2 separate regions of the Sus scrofa genome follow, and region 2 is linked to region 1. The links are chromatin contacts, called in public HiChIP or PLAC-seq maps. All regions are on one chromosome and are shown on one strand. The core of a region is the stretch at or near the end of the contact, and the rest is flanking DNA. Distances in the headings are between cores, read along the strand shown. Region 1 holds the start of LOC110256076 (a long non-coding RNA gene). Region 2 overlaps MNT (max-binding protein MNT).

Region 1 (6,849 bases), core at 1,314-3,813:
TGCCTGTGGTCCAGGAATCTTTAGGGAATAGGAAGAGGGGCAGCTGCGGAGAGGCCGGGCCCATTCTCTACCATGTGGTTTGCCCAACAGCCTGGCTCCAACACCTTAGCTCAGAATAAACTATTTCAGCAGCTTCCACAGCCAGGTGAGCATTCCAGGGCCTCTCCCCTCAGCCCCAGGCTGCATGCCAGCCCCACACTTCCTTCCTTACCTCTGAGTCTGGCTTCCACGAGTCTTAGTGGTGTCAGGCAGAGTACCTTTCCTGCCTCTGAGCAGAATGAGGCAGCAGCAGAGAGGAAAAAACATAACAGTCACTCATTTACTGAGCACTTTCTGGGTTCAGGCACCTTGCTAAATATTTGATATGCATTATCTCTTTTAAACAACTTGAGCTGAGGCTCAGAGACGTTAAGTAACTTGTCTAGGGACACACAGCTAGGAACTGGCAGCTAAAACCTGAACTTAGGTCTCTCTGACTATGAAGGCCAGGCCCTTGACCCAACTCCCTATTATTGCCTCTCCCTGCCTCTTTCCAGAATGGACCTGTTTTTCCTTCTGTACCTTCTCCCCACCAGTGTATGTTCCACACCTGTGTTCTCCTGACTCTCCTCCCGTGTGAACATAATCTCCCTCGCAGTAGCCAGGTACCCCTACCCTTTGGAATCTTCAGTAAAACTAAGGGAGTAGCCTCTCTTCCACCCCTGCCACCAGCAAATCTTCCCCCCTAACCATTTGCCAGTTCCCACACTTCTCTGGGAAATTTAAGGCCTGTGTGCACTCACACACCTACACACACGTGTACACACACCAGGGGTAGGGAGAGGTATGGGGGAGCTCGCAGGCTGCCATCCACTCTGAACAGGCATCTGCCTTGCCAGCTGGTTGGTAATGGCTCACGCTGCCTCCACTAAGAAAACAGCTGTTGGGACCAGCCATGTGGGATGATGTGGCTGCTGTGGGGTGGGGTGGCTGATGATGTTAGCGTTTTGTCTTGTGACCCATTGACCCCTCAACTAGCACAGACCAACTGTGGGGCTAGGGGTGGCTGGGTCTGGACCAGGGGATCAAAAGTGACTGAGGGGAGTTCCCTCTGTGGTGCAGCCAGTTAAGTATCCAGCATGGTCTCTGAGGCAGCATGGGTGCGATCCCCAGCCTGGCACAGTAGGTTAAGGATCCGGCATTGCCACAGCTGTGGCGTAGGTTGCAGCTGTGGCTTGGATTCGATATCTGGCTGGGGAACTTCATATGCCGCAGGCACAGAAAAGACAAAAAAGAAAAGTGACTGAGGGAGAGGCCTGTGCTTAGCTGTCTTGTGCAGGAATGAGGTCCTGCTGCTGCAGGGATGGGGGTGAGTCACCCCCTGACTGAGTGGATGCCTTTGGACTGGATGCCCGGGGTTTGTCAGGATCTGCATCTGGCACAAGGACCCATGCCTTTCGCCTTGTCCACTTTGTCATTTGGCGCCTGCCAGGTTCGTCCTTTCTCTCCCCACTGACCCGTGAGCCCTCTCCCAGTTCAGTCACAGTCTGTTCTGATTCAGCTAGGCTGGGGATGTCCGTCTCTCGCTCCTGAGCTACTGCCTCTGCCTTCAGAGTGATTGTGCATCCTCATGGCCAGCTTCCTCCTGCCTGGAAACCCCTCCCCTTAGGAATGTGAATAAACCGTTTCCACTGTCCTCCTGCTCCAGAGGATTCCCTGTGTATGAACTCACATTGGCAGACCTCTTCGCAGGCTGACCCACCCTTGACCACGATGGAATTGTCCTGCCCACCCTTCAGTCTCCTGTGAGGGACTGCATATAACTAGAGGTTCCTAGTTTGGGAATACACTCAAGTCTGAATTCAGTTTCTTATAGCCAGTCCTGTAGACTTGGCTCGTTAAAGATGATAATTAACCCATTGCTAATTGACCTCAGAAGCCAGCCAAGCATCCTGTATTTTACCAGCCTTGGTAGTGGATTTGTAGGCTATGCTAAGGTTTCTTAATAATCTGTAAGACTTCACTTTTCTGTCTGCATCTTATTTGCTCTAAGGACATTCTGTAAAATTAACAAGCTATAAAGTTTGATTGAAGGTTTCAACAAATGTGAGAATAATTGGCTCCATTTAGAGAAACAAGAAAAACAACCTGTAAACTTGAGTTTGTAGGGGAAAACCCATGTGATTTTTCTCTGTAACCAGAGGAGCAGTAGCAAGCAGGACTTTTTAAGACCAGAAAGAGTAGAACTGGCTGATAGTGCACATTTAAACTCTGACTCCCCCAAACCAAAGGTTCAGAAAAAGAAATTTTGCAAAATCTAACCAGCCACTGTGATGCTCGAGCCTTCCAGGAGGCCTGTTGGAGAAAACAGGGATGCAGTAAAGACAGAGGAGTCCCTTGTCCCTGGACTTGGATCCAGAGCGCTGGGCCAGCACGCGACCCCTCCTCCTGGGCCCTGGCTGGATCCGCGGTTTTCTCCCTTCCCTGTGGCTCGTGTTAAGTCTTACAACTTTACATCCGTCCGTGGCGTGTGGTGCTCAGTTCCTTTTCTCTCTCTGGCCCTCCACCGCATAAGACAGCTTAGATCTCCTTTTCTGTTCCTGCCCAGGCATCTCTGCCCGGGCTGGGCTGGTCCCCTGCCAAGTGGCTACAGACAGTTGCCAGTTTTCAGAGTGCACCACTCTTGGCTTATCCTCCACCCCACCTAAGATACCCCAGGCAGGTAGCCCAGCCTGCCTTCCTCTTCTCTCTGGCCCTTGAGGTTTCTTCCTGCTTTCCTCAAGACCTAACCTTCCGCCGAGCTCCACTTCCACTTACCCTGTGCAGGCTCGCGTTCTCTCTCTAAGGAACTGAGCCTGGGACAGGACGGGCTGCCGTATCGCCTTGCCACATCTCACTTTCAGTTTTCCTTTCTGCTTGGTTCTTTGCGTGTGGACCTGATCCGGGTGATAGCTGGAACCCTGAGGCTAGAGGTTTCAGTTCCCACTGATGGGGCGCGCTGCCTCAGATGGTCTTCAGGGGAAGGCAAAGGGGCTTTCTCTGGGTGCCTTTCTTTCGCCTCTTCCCTGACCCAGAGCCCCAGTTTTCTTTCCAGTTTTCTGACTGGTTTGTGTGAGACATTCCATCCGTTAACTTTGGAGCTCCTGGTGATCCCCTGCGCAGTGAGTCCCTCGAGAAGGACCATGCCTGCCCCTGAGAAGGTGCCAGTCTCATGTGCCCCAGGGTGTTCCCTGGCCAGCAACCTTCTACTCATCTCTAGGCCCCCTCCAGCCCCACCTGTTAACAGCCTGGGAAGGAGGCCTCTCCTGCCCAGCTCTTTCTCCTCTAGAGAGTCTAAAGTTTGCCCAGAGCTACAATGTACATACCACTTACATTCTCTGTTTTTCATTGATATAGAATGGAAAAATGTACTCATGAACAGAGCTCTTGTGGGGATTATGTCATAGACTTCATCTGGACTCCTCCTCTCCAAGTAGGGAGCCTTAGCTTTAACCCCTCTCCTACCAGAAAGCCCTCCTTGGCCCAAGATCATCTCGGAATCGGCTCTCTGTGGGTGGCTTCCTCTGTGGTGATGTCCCTTCTTAACATATTTAAACTCCCCACCACCACCAGCTCAAGTGCTGGATTCTTTGTTTAGGAGAAATCTACCCCATGGGGCTAGATTTCCTCCCACCTGAAAGCAGAATGCTTCAGCACACCGGCCACCAGGCTGGAGGCTGAAGGTTTCTCTCTGCCCCTGGACAAGCCCTAGACTTGATGCCTCTCAGTTCCCTACCGCCTCAGTAGCTCAAGCCTGTCCCTCACACCCCCAGTGCACTTTGAAAGCCAAGGAGACTCTACACCCTTGGCTGTCCTCCCCGCTAGTTGTATCACAAAGGAGAGGATACTCTTCCAAAACCCTGGGTGACTTTTCTCTCTCCAAACAGGTAGAATTCTTTTCAGGCCTCTTAGTACCAGCCCAGCAACCCCACTGGATCAAAGCTCTTTTGAGAATCATCCAGGAGTTCCCTTGCCCTAGGGGAGGAAGGCAAGGGAAACGGCCACAGCAGACAAAATCCCCAGGAAACCAGTTCCTTCTAAACTGGGCGAAAACTAGAATGGGGGACGGGGTGGGGGTGGTGGTGGTAGCACTCCTTTTTGTTTAGGAGTGTCCATGTAGAGGGCTGTTTCTCCTAGACCACTAAGGATGTACCGCAGGCAGGCTCAGGATGTCTGCATCCCTGGGTCCCGCTGTGCCCTGGAAACCCCCATCTCCAGGAGTCCCACGTCCACACATGTGGCCTTTCTCCCTCTTGGCCAGGAACCACACTTTCTTCCTGAGCCATTCAGCCTACCATCCAGCCCATGACCTGACAGGGGGAGCTCTCCGGCCTGCCTGTCCGCACACACTCCCTGGGCGCGCTCTCCTCTTCTGGGTGGGGTTCCGCCGTACTCAGCAGGGGTGCTAGCCTACCTCTAAGCATCCAGGTGATGCCGAGGACCACTATCAGGTGTTTCTCTCTCCTCCTCTAACCCCTAACCGCCCCTCCCCTCCTTTCAGCGACAGCAGACTCACTCCGAAAAGGAAAAGTCCTGGACCCATTACATAATTATCCATAGTGCAAGCAGTAGCTGGGGCGTAAGGTCAGAGGTCATAGTGGGGTCAGGTGGCTGACACACACTGTAACGACAAGGTGGTTAAAATTAGACCACAGAGAGGAAACTGGCAGTCTTGTGGAAATGCAGAAGTTTCCTCTGCAAGTGAGAGGCTGGGGATGCAGGGAGGCCACTGTGCGTGCTGCCTGCCAGGCTATTACTCATTTCAGCTCTGTTCTTTAATGCCTTTTAGCCCCTGCTTCTGTATTTCTAGCCTTCCTCATCACATGTTTGAATGCACGCGATGGAGCCCATGGTTACCTGCCTGGCCTAAAAAGAGCTGCTTTCCTCCTTCAAGGAGGTAGGCCCAGGACTGGGTACCCCAAGCTCAAGACAGCTGTCCTTTCCTAAGCCTTTTCTAGGTAGCTGAGCACCTGTTAGATCCGCCGCCCAGGTGGTCGAGGTACTCAGCCAGCGATTCGAGCCTCCCAGGCAGGGAGGGTGGCAGGATGGCTCAACGGGTGGCAGAGGATGGAGTCGGGGAGCACGTGGTTGGCTGTCGTGTGCTGCATGTTCCCTGGCCAGCCCGCTGCCACAGTGCTGTTCATTTCCATGGTCTCCTGGAGGATTTTGGGTCACGCCTGCCTCATCTGCTCCCCGTGGTACCCAGCCAGCTTCCCTGCTCCTGTCAGTCCTTACCGTGAGCCTCCTGAGAGTCCTGCTTGTCCGTAGCACGCCTTGCCAGGGAAGTAGGAGAGGTGCGAGGTGTAGTCTCTGCCACCAATGGAGTTCTCATCCAGGCGAGGACGAGATAAAACAACACGCAAGCAGTCAGAGCACGTCTCCGGGATTAGTGACTTCACTGTGAGGTGCAGCCAGGGAAGTCACGTCCCGTCACAGGCTGGGAAACATGGGCTCTGAGCGGGGGTTAGAGCCGCTGGTCATGGAGGGGCCGCCACCCTGTGGCATATCTGGCCACTGAGGTGTTTCCCTATTCGAGTGGACTTTACCACTTGGGTGCCTCTGATCAAACAGGGCCCCTTTTCTCCCTTGCTGAGCCAGGGGACCCCAGAGGCCAGGGATGAAGAGGAGGGCATGAGAAGGTGCAAAGCAGGTGGGTTTGCAGGTGAGGGCATGCATGTGTGGTCTTGCAGGAGAAGGACCCAGACAGGGTGACTAGGGAACTTCATCTGAGACACGAATTCGATGATTGCTCGAGGCATGGAATTTCATTTCAGTTAAATCGGCCACAGCTTCTCCGACAGCACTGGCTTACATGCTGATGTGGCCTCGTGGGAGCAGGATGGCCTGAACCTCGAGAGGAGGAGAGCTTGGCGAAACACCCCCTGCTTTGCCTGTCTCCCTTCTGACAACAGCTTCCTGCTGGACCCCAGTCTCTTGAGCATGAGAAGCTCTTAGGTGGGGCAGGAACCTGTCAGGGGAAACCCGAAATGATCTGGCTGAAATGAAACAGCCAAGAAAGCCCTCATCATTCATTTTGCACTCAGGCTGAAAGTTCTCCTTTTGTGAGTCTGGCGAGAGGGGAGCTGAGAGCAGAACGGAGAGTGGCAGTGAGGGGTACTAGAAAGCCGGGTTCGGAAGTTCCTGTTGTGGCTTAGCAGTAACAAACCTGACTGGTATCCATGAGGACACAGGTTTGATCCCTGGCCTCGCTCAGTGGGTTAAGGATCCGGCGTTGCCGTGAGCTGTGGTGTAGGTTGTAGACATGGCTTGGATCTGGCGTGGCTGTGGCTGTGGCGTAGGCTGGCAGCTGCAGCTCCGATTCAACCCCTAGCCTGGGAACCTCCATATGCTGCAGGTGTGGCCCTAAAAAGACAACAAAACAAAACAAAACAAAAAGCCGTGTTCTGTGAAAGCCACCGTTTTGTGCTCCGTCCTTCCTTCTATCAGTTCCGTACCAACTTAGAAGAATTTAATTTACTCTTTATTAGGACTTCAGGAAGAGAAAGGCAAATCCTGGAGGACCCGTGTCGTTGGTCCTGGGTTGTCTGCTACCCCAGAGGTGACCTAAGGGGAGATGGTGGTGACTCTTCCTTCAGGAGGTCTCGGCCCTCGACTCGTCTCACACATGGGCTCCCACCCACTCTCTCCACCTCCCTTGCTCAGTTGACGCGTTTCTCATGTGCCCCTTGGCCAACAAACATTGTCTCTCATCTTCCCTTTCAGAAAATGCTGTTTTTCTTCTCTCCCTCTCGCCCTGTAGGTTATTGCAGCCGACTGCAAAAGGGTCACAGTACTGAAGTATTTTCTGGAAGCCCTTTGTGGACAAGAAGA
Region 2 (6,469 bases), core at 941-3,440, 270 kb before region 1:
GGCCAATGGACACCTTCATGGTTTCTAGGAGGGGGTCCTGTACGCCCCCCGCGGTGCAGTTCTCACCTCACAAGCTTGCCACCTTCCTGCGCTGCAGCCACCGCCACTACCGCCCCGTCGTGGGGCAGGCTGGTTTCCCTCTTGCCAGTGTGGTTATGTTATGTTGGAAAGAGCAGAGGGAGACAGGGCAGGCTTGGCCCCCGGAACAAAGAAGCACTGGCAAGCCCACCCTCCTCTCGGCTCTGCTCACCTTGCGACCTGAGTCCGTTCCAGAGTTGAAACTGTCCTGTTAGCCAGTCACCCCTCGGGCCTGCACAGATACCTCATCCGCCCGCTGCCCCTGCCCCTCCCCGCCCCCACTGCAGCAGTGGGGACCTCAGAATCTAGTGCCGAATGACTATGTCCAGATTGGTGACAAAGGGTGTTGTTGCTGTTGTTTTTGTTGTCATTTGTGAACGCTGTGATGCTGTGTGCCCGAGAGGGCAGCCCGCCCAGCCCTTCCTTGGGCATCTCCCCTCTGAGAGCTGTCAGGACCACATCTGTCCTCGCCCTGTGGGACCGCCTGCCCCTCCCCTCCCTAGCCCTTCCAGCCTGGGGGACGTGCGTGTGCGCACACACAGACACACACACACACACACATCTTACCTCTCATGCGTGTTTTACTTTTGGATGTTCAGAGTGGCTCACTGGCTGGGAGTCTTTACCTCGGGGAGAGGGGGAGGTTGGTTCCTTGGGGGGCCAAAGAAGGGCAGGGGATTCCTGAAGGGGAATTAGGGGGTCACCATACCCCCTGCTCTCTCCAGGAACAGCTGCTTCTCCCCCCATCCCAGGGTCCCACCCCCGCTCCCCCAAAGAGGTGGCCCTTGTTTACAGTGAGGACTCGGTCACTGTGTCTCCGTTTCCTGAAATATAAATCGTAGTGACCCCAGACTGTAGAGATTTTTATGTGTTTGGATACATCTGCTGTGTGGGAAAAAAAAAAAACAAAACTACAAAAACCCTAATTTTGTACATATTGTATTTTTACTATTGAACTGTATTCTAGTGGCTGTTCATGCTCCAAGACTTTAGGTATTGAGACATGAATACTCTCCATGTAATAAGCACTTGCCTGGAATAAAATATAAAATTGAAATAAACCTGCACTGAAACCCGAGATGGAGCTGCCATCTGCAGCATCTGGGTCATTTTGTTGCAAGAGGAGGAGAGACTTTTAGGGAAAGACCCTCCAGCAAGAAGCAGCGGTATCCTCTCCCTGTTGGGGAGTTGGGGGCACGGTCTTCAGGCAGCTTTCAGGATGGCTGCTTTTAGAGAAAAGAGGAGGGATCTTCCCATTCTGATCCCAAGGCTCAGCCCTCTGAGCTCTGAGAACTGCGGTTCTGGGTTTCCTCACACTTACGCAATACTTTATACTTCCTCAAACGATTTTTATAAACGCTATCTTGTTTCGTCTTTTAACAGCTTGGTGAAGTAAATAGACCAAGACCTAGCAGATAAGAAAACAGGTTCAAGGTGGGTGAGTGACTTGTTAAGGTCACAGGGCCAGCCTGGGACCCTGTGGAGCTGCCGTCCCATCTCAGCTGGTGCAGAGCTGTCCCCAGGCACATGCCACCTTGCCCTGGAGTTGAGCATCCTGAACTCCAGAAAGTTCCAGTGGGAAAGCTGCAAGATCTGTGTACAGAAGGGCCAGGAGTTCCCTGAGAGGGGAGACCTTTCTGGGGTTGTAGTTAGGTTGTCTGAGGAGTCCATAAGGCTGTCCTTTCGGGGGAAGGAACAAGAAGAGGAAGAAGTTAGGGGTCAGGGGTCAAAGAACTCTGGTCTAGTAAACTGGGCCTGGAAGGCCTTTGTCCCTATAGTGACCTCTTTTCTCCCCAGTTTAGGGGAAACCAGCCACTTAGCAGGCGGATAGGTGGGGAGGTGAGGGAGTGAGGTCTGGCAGTTAGCTGGGCTGAGCTCTAGACCAGCCTGGATGCTTCTCTAACTCCCAGACACCAGCCCCACTCCCAGCTGTAGCCAGGGAAACTGACTCCGCTTCTCTTCCTGGGGGTGGGGTGGGGTTTGTCATCCCCAGAGAAGGGAGTCTTGGCCTTCAATGCCTCCAGGTTCCTCGGAAGACCTTGCTCAGTGCTCCTCCCCAGGACCCGCAGTGGTGCCAGCTCCTTTCATCTGTGAGCTTCTGGCTCCCTCTGCTGGTGGCTCCAGGAAGCAAGCGTTTCCTTCCAATTTGGAGAAGGCGGTTAGGGTTAACATTGCCTCAGTGTGTGCAGTCCTGGATTCAGAGGAAGAACGCCCCTGGCAGTGGTGACTTGGTATTGCCTAAGGGCTACCACCACATCTTAAGGGTGGACAGAAACTCCCCTCCCTGCACGCAAAAGATAGTCCTACCCCTGACTCCGCTAGAACCTGCAAGAGGGGCCTGTGGTCTGGGTCATAGAAAACAAAACACCTGAGGAATATTCCTGCTCTTTTTTTAAAAGAGGAAGGTTTACTTCGTGGGTTGGGGGGTTCCCTGAGATGGTGCTTATAGCATCCTACTGGTTCTTCCTGCTACCATCCACATACAGCCCTTGGCAGACCCAGCATTTTGGCTGTGGGATTCCTTTTGGCCCTAGAAGCCCAGCCAAGGTCCTGGAAGTGCCAGCACTTCTGGGTGGAGCAGAGAAGGGGTGGGAACGTGTGCACAACCAGCCACTTCCAGGCTAGTTTAACCAGGGGCCTTTGGTGAACTTTCAGGAAGAGTCACAGCAGAGAGAATTTTTTTTTATTAATTTTTTCTTTATTTATTTGTCTTTTTAGGGCTGCACCCGTAGCATATGGAGGTTCCCAGGCTAGGGGTCAAATCGGAGCTGCAGCTGCCGGCCTACACCACAGCCACAGCAATGCCAGATCCGAGTTGCGTCTGTGACCTACACCACAGCTCACAGCAACTCCGGATCCTTAACCCACTGATCGAGGCCAGGGATCAAACCCACAATCTCATGGTTCCTAGTCGGATTTGTTTCTGCTGCGCCACGATGGGAACTCCCTTTTTTAAAAGCTTAAGTAGAGTTTATTTACAATGTGTTATTTTCTGATGTACGGCAGGTGATTCAGATATATATACTTTCTCATATTATTTTCCATTATGGTTACAGGATATTGAATGTAAGTTCTCTATGCTATACAGTAAGACCTTATTGTTTATCTATTTTATATATAGAAGTTTGTATCTGCTAATCCCAGATACAGGATTTATCTAATTTATCCCTCCCTCACTCTTCCCCATTGGTAGCCATGAGTTTGTTTTCTGTGTCTGTGAATCTGTTTCTGTTTTGTAAATATGTTTATAACTGCACAGTATTCCATTGTATATGTGTACCATGTCTTCTTCATTCATCTGTCATTTAGTTTGTTTCCATGTCTTAGCTATTGTAAATAGTGCTATGAATTGCTAGGAACATTGGGGTGCATGTAGCTTTTTGAATAAGAGCCCAGGAGTGGGGAGTTCCTGTCGTGGTTCAGTGGTTAATGAATCCAGCTAGGAACCATGAGGTTGTGGGTTCAACCCCTGGCCTCTCTCAGTGGGTTAAGGATCTGGTGTTGCCATGAGCTGTGGTATGGGTCACAGATGTGGCTTGGATCCCTCATTGCTGTGGCTCTGGCATCGGCCAGCAGCTACAGCTCTGATTAGACCCCTAGCCTGGGAACCTCCATAGGCTGCAGGTGCGGCCTTAGAAAAAGACAAAAAAAAAAAAAAAGCCCAGGAGTGGGAGTGCTGGGTAATATGGCAACTCAGTTTTTAATTTTTTGTTTTTTTTAAAGGAGACTGAAACTCTATATTGTTTTGGGGTTTGTCTTTTTGCCTTTTCTTGGGCCTGGGTTCCGAGGCTGGGGGTCGAATCGGAGCTGTAGCCGCCGGCCTGCTCCAGAACCACAGCAACGCGGGATCCGAGCCGCGTCTGTGACCTACACCTCAGCTCACGGCAATGCCGGATCGTTAATCCACTGAGCAAGGCCAGGGATCAGACCTGCAACCTCATGGTTCCTAGTTGGATTCATTAACCACTGCGCCACAACGGGAACTCCTCTATATTGTTTTTCATAGTGGCTACACAAATTTACATTCCCACCAACAGTGTAGCAGGGCTCCCTTTTCACCATATCCTCTCCAGAATTTGCTATTTGTAAACTTTTTTTTTTGTTTTGTTTTTTTAGGGCTGCACTCATACCCACAGCATGTGGCACTTCCCAGGCAGGGAACTGAATTGGAGCTGCAGCTGCTAGCCTACAGTACAGCCTCAGCAACGCCAGATCCAAGCTGCATCTGCGACTTACACTGCAGCTCATGGCAACACCAGATCCTCAACCCACTGAGCGAGGCCAGGGATCAAACCCGCGTCCTCATGGATACTAGTCAGGTTTGTTATCACTGAGCCACCACAGGAACTCCTATTTGTAGACTTTTTAATGATGGCCATTCTGATGTGAGGTGATAGCTCATTGTGGTTGGTTTGCATTTCTCTAATTAGCGAGGATGAACATCTTTTCATGTGTCAGTTGGCCGTCTGTATGTCTTCTTTTTGTGTGTGTGCTTTTTAGGGCCACACTCACGGCATGCGGAGGTTCCCAGGCTAGGGGTCTAATTGGAGCTACAGCTGTGGGCCGGCCTGTGCCACAGCCACGCCAGACCCGAGCCGCATCTGCGACCTACACCACAGCTCACGGCAATGCCGGATCCTTAACCCACTGAGGGAGGCCAGGGATCAAACCCGCCACCTTTCCTAGTCGGATTTGTTTCCCACTGTGCCACAACGGGAACTTCCCTAAATCTTCTTTAGAGAAATGTCTCTTTAGGTCTTCCGCATACTTTTTGATTGTGTTGTTTGGGTTTTTTGGTATGAACTGTATGTTTTGGAAATTAGGTCCTTGTCAGTCGCATCATTTGCAAATACTTTCTCCCAGTCTGTAGGTTGTTTTTTCATTTTTTTTTTAATTTTTTTATTTATTTTTTGTTGTTGTTGCTATTCCTTGGGCCGCTCCCGCGGCATATGGAGGTTCCCAGGCTAGGGGTTGAATCGCAGCTGTAGCCACCGGCCTACGCCAGAGCCACAGCAACGCCGGATCCGAGCCACGTCTGCAACCTACACCACAGCTCACGGCAACGCCGGATCGTTAACCCACTGAGCAAGGGCAGGGACCGAACCCGCAACCTCATGGTTCCTAGTCGGATTCGTTAACCACTGCGCCACGACGGGAACTCCCTGTTATTTCGTTTATGGTGTGCTTTGCTATACAAAAGCTTGTAAATTTGATTAGGTCCCACTTATTTTTTGCTTTTGTATCTATTGCCTTGGGAGACTGCCCTAACAAAACATTTGTATTGTTAAAGTATATTTTGCCTTTGTTCTCTTCTAAGAGATTTTATGGTTTCATGTTTTATATTTGTCTTTAAGCCATTTTGAGTTTTTGTGTATGGTTTGATGGTTATGCTCTAACTTCACTGATTTACATGCAACTACTCACCTCTTCCAACACCACTTTTTTTTTTTTTTTTTTTGTCTTTTGTCCTTTTAGGGCCATACCTGCGGCATATGGAGGTTCTCAGGCTAGGGGTCTATCTAATGGGAGCTGTAGCCACCGGCCTATGCCAGAGCCACAACAACGTGGGATCCGAGCCATGTCTGTGAACTACACCACAGCTCACGGCAACACCGGAACCTTACTTAATCCACTGAGTGAGGCCAGGGATCAAACCTGCAACCTCATGGTTCCTAGTTGGATCCATTTCTGCTGCACCATGACAGGAACCTCCCAATACCAGTTTCTGAAGAGACTTTCTCTATTGTATATTCTTGCCTCCTTGGTTGAAGATTAATTGACTGTAGGTGTGTGGGTTCATTTCTGGGCTTTCTGTTCTGTCCCATTGATCCATGTCTGTTTTTGTGCTAATACCATGTTTTGATTACTGCAGCTTTTTAGTATTGTCTAAAGTCTGGGTTATGTCTCCAGCTTTGTTCTTTTTATTCAGGAGTGTTTTGGCAGTTCTGGGTCTTTCATGGCTTCCATGTAAATTTTAGGATTATTCTAGTTCTGTAAAAAATGTCATGGGGTAAATTGACAGCAATCACATTAAGTCTGTAATTACTTTGGGTAGTGTAGCTGTTTGAATGATATTAATTCTTCCAATCTAAGAGCATTGGGCTATCTTTCCATTTTTCCAAATCATCTTCAGTTTCCTTTATCAGTGTTTTATAGTTCTCAGTGTGTAAGACTTTCACCTCTGGTCAGGTTTATTCCTAAGAGTTTTTTGGATGAAATTTTAAAAGGGATTTTAAAATCCCTTTTAAAAGGGATTGTTTTACTTTCCTTTTCTGCTATTTCATCGTGAGCAAAAAGAAATGCAACAGATTTCTATATGTTAATCTTGCATCCTGCTACGTTGCTGATTTCAGTTTTAGTAGTTTTTGTATGGTCTTTAGGGTTTTATATA

Evidence for each region. HiChIP or PLAC-seq counts read pairs in DNA pulled down with a chosen protein or histone mark.
Region 2: a contact with region 1 is called in an H3K27ac HiChIP or PLAC-seq map of alveolar macrophages. The contact joins two enhancer-like sites. A contact is called at or near these places in 1 of 47 Hi-C or Micro-C datasets (epiblast stem cells) and 1 of 2 datasets of contacts at active chromatin or transcription factors (alveolar macrophages).

The regions. Positions count from the first base shown.
Region 1 is chr12:48,195,510-48,202,358 of Sscrofa11.1, reverse strand. It overlaps SMG6 (telomerase-binding protein EST1A), which reads left to right. Exons shown (of 19, transcript XM_021067586.1): 14 at 6,779-6,849. It overlaps LOC110256076 (a long non-coding RNA gene), which reads right to left and starts at 6,128. Exons shown (of 7, transcript XR_002337311.1): 1 at 2,797-6,128; 2 at 212-268. Within about 2 kb of position 2,563, at least 40 of the 83 cell types and tissues checked have an H3K27ac peak or open chromatin away from gene starts, as enhancers often do. A contact at or near this core is called in alveolar macrophages, where this site is marked.
Region 2 is chr12:48,463,917-48,470,385 of Sscrofa11.1, reverse strand. MNT (max-binding protein MNT) reads left to right here. Exons shown (of 6, transcript XM_021067616.1): 6 at 1-1,156. Among named protein-coding and RNA genes, the nearest start is that of MNT, 20 kb to the left of the region's middle. Within about 2 kb of position 2,190, at least 32 of the 83 cell types and tissues checked have an H3K27ac peak or open chromatin away from gene starts, as enhancers often do. A contact at or near this core is called in alveolar macrophages, where this site is marked.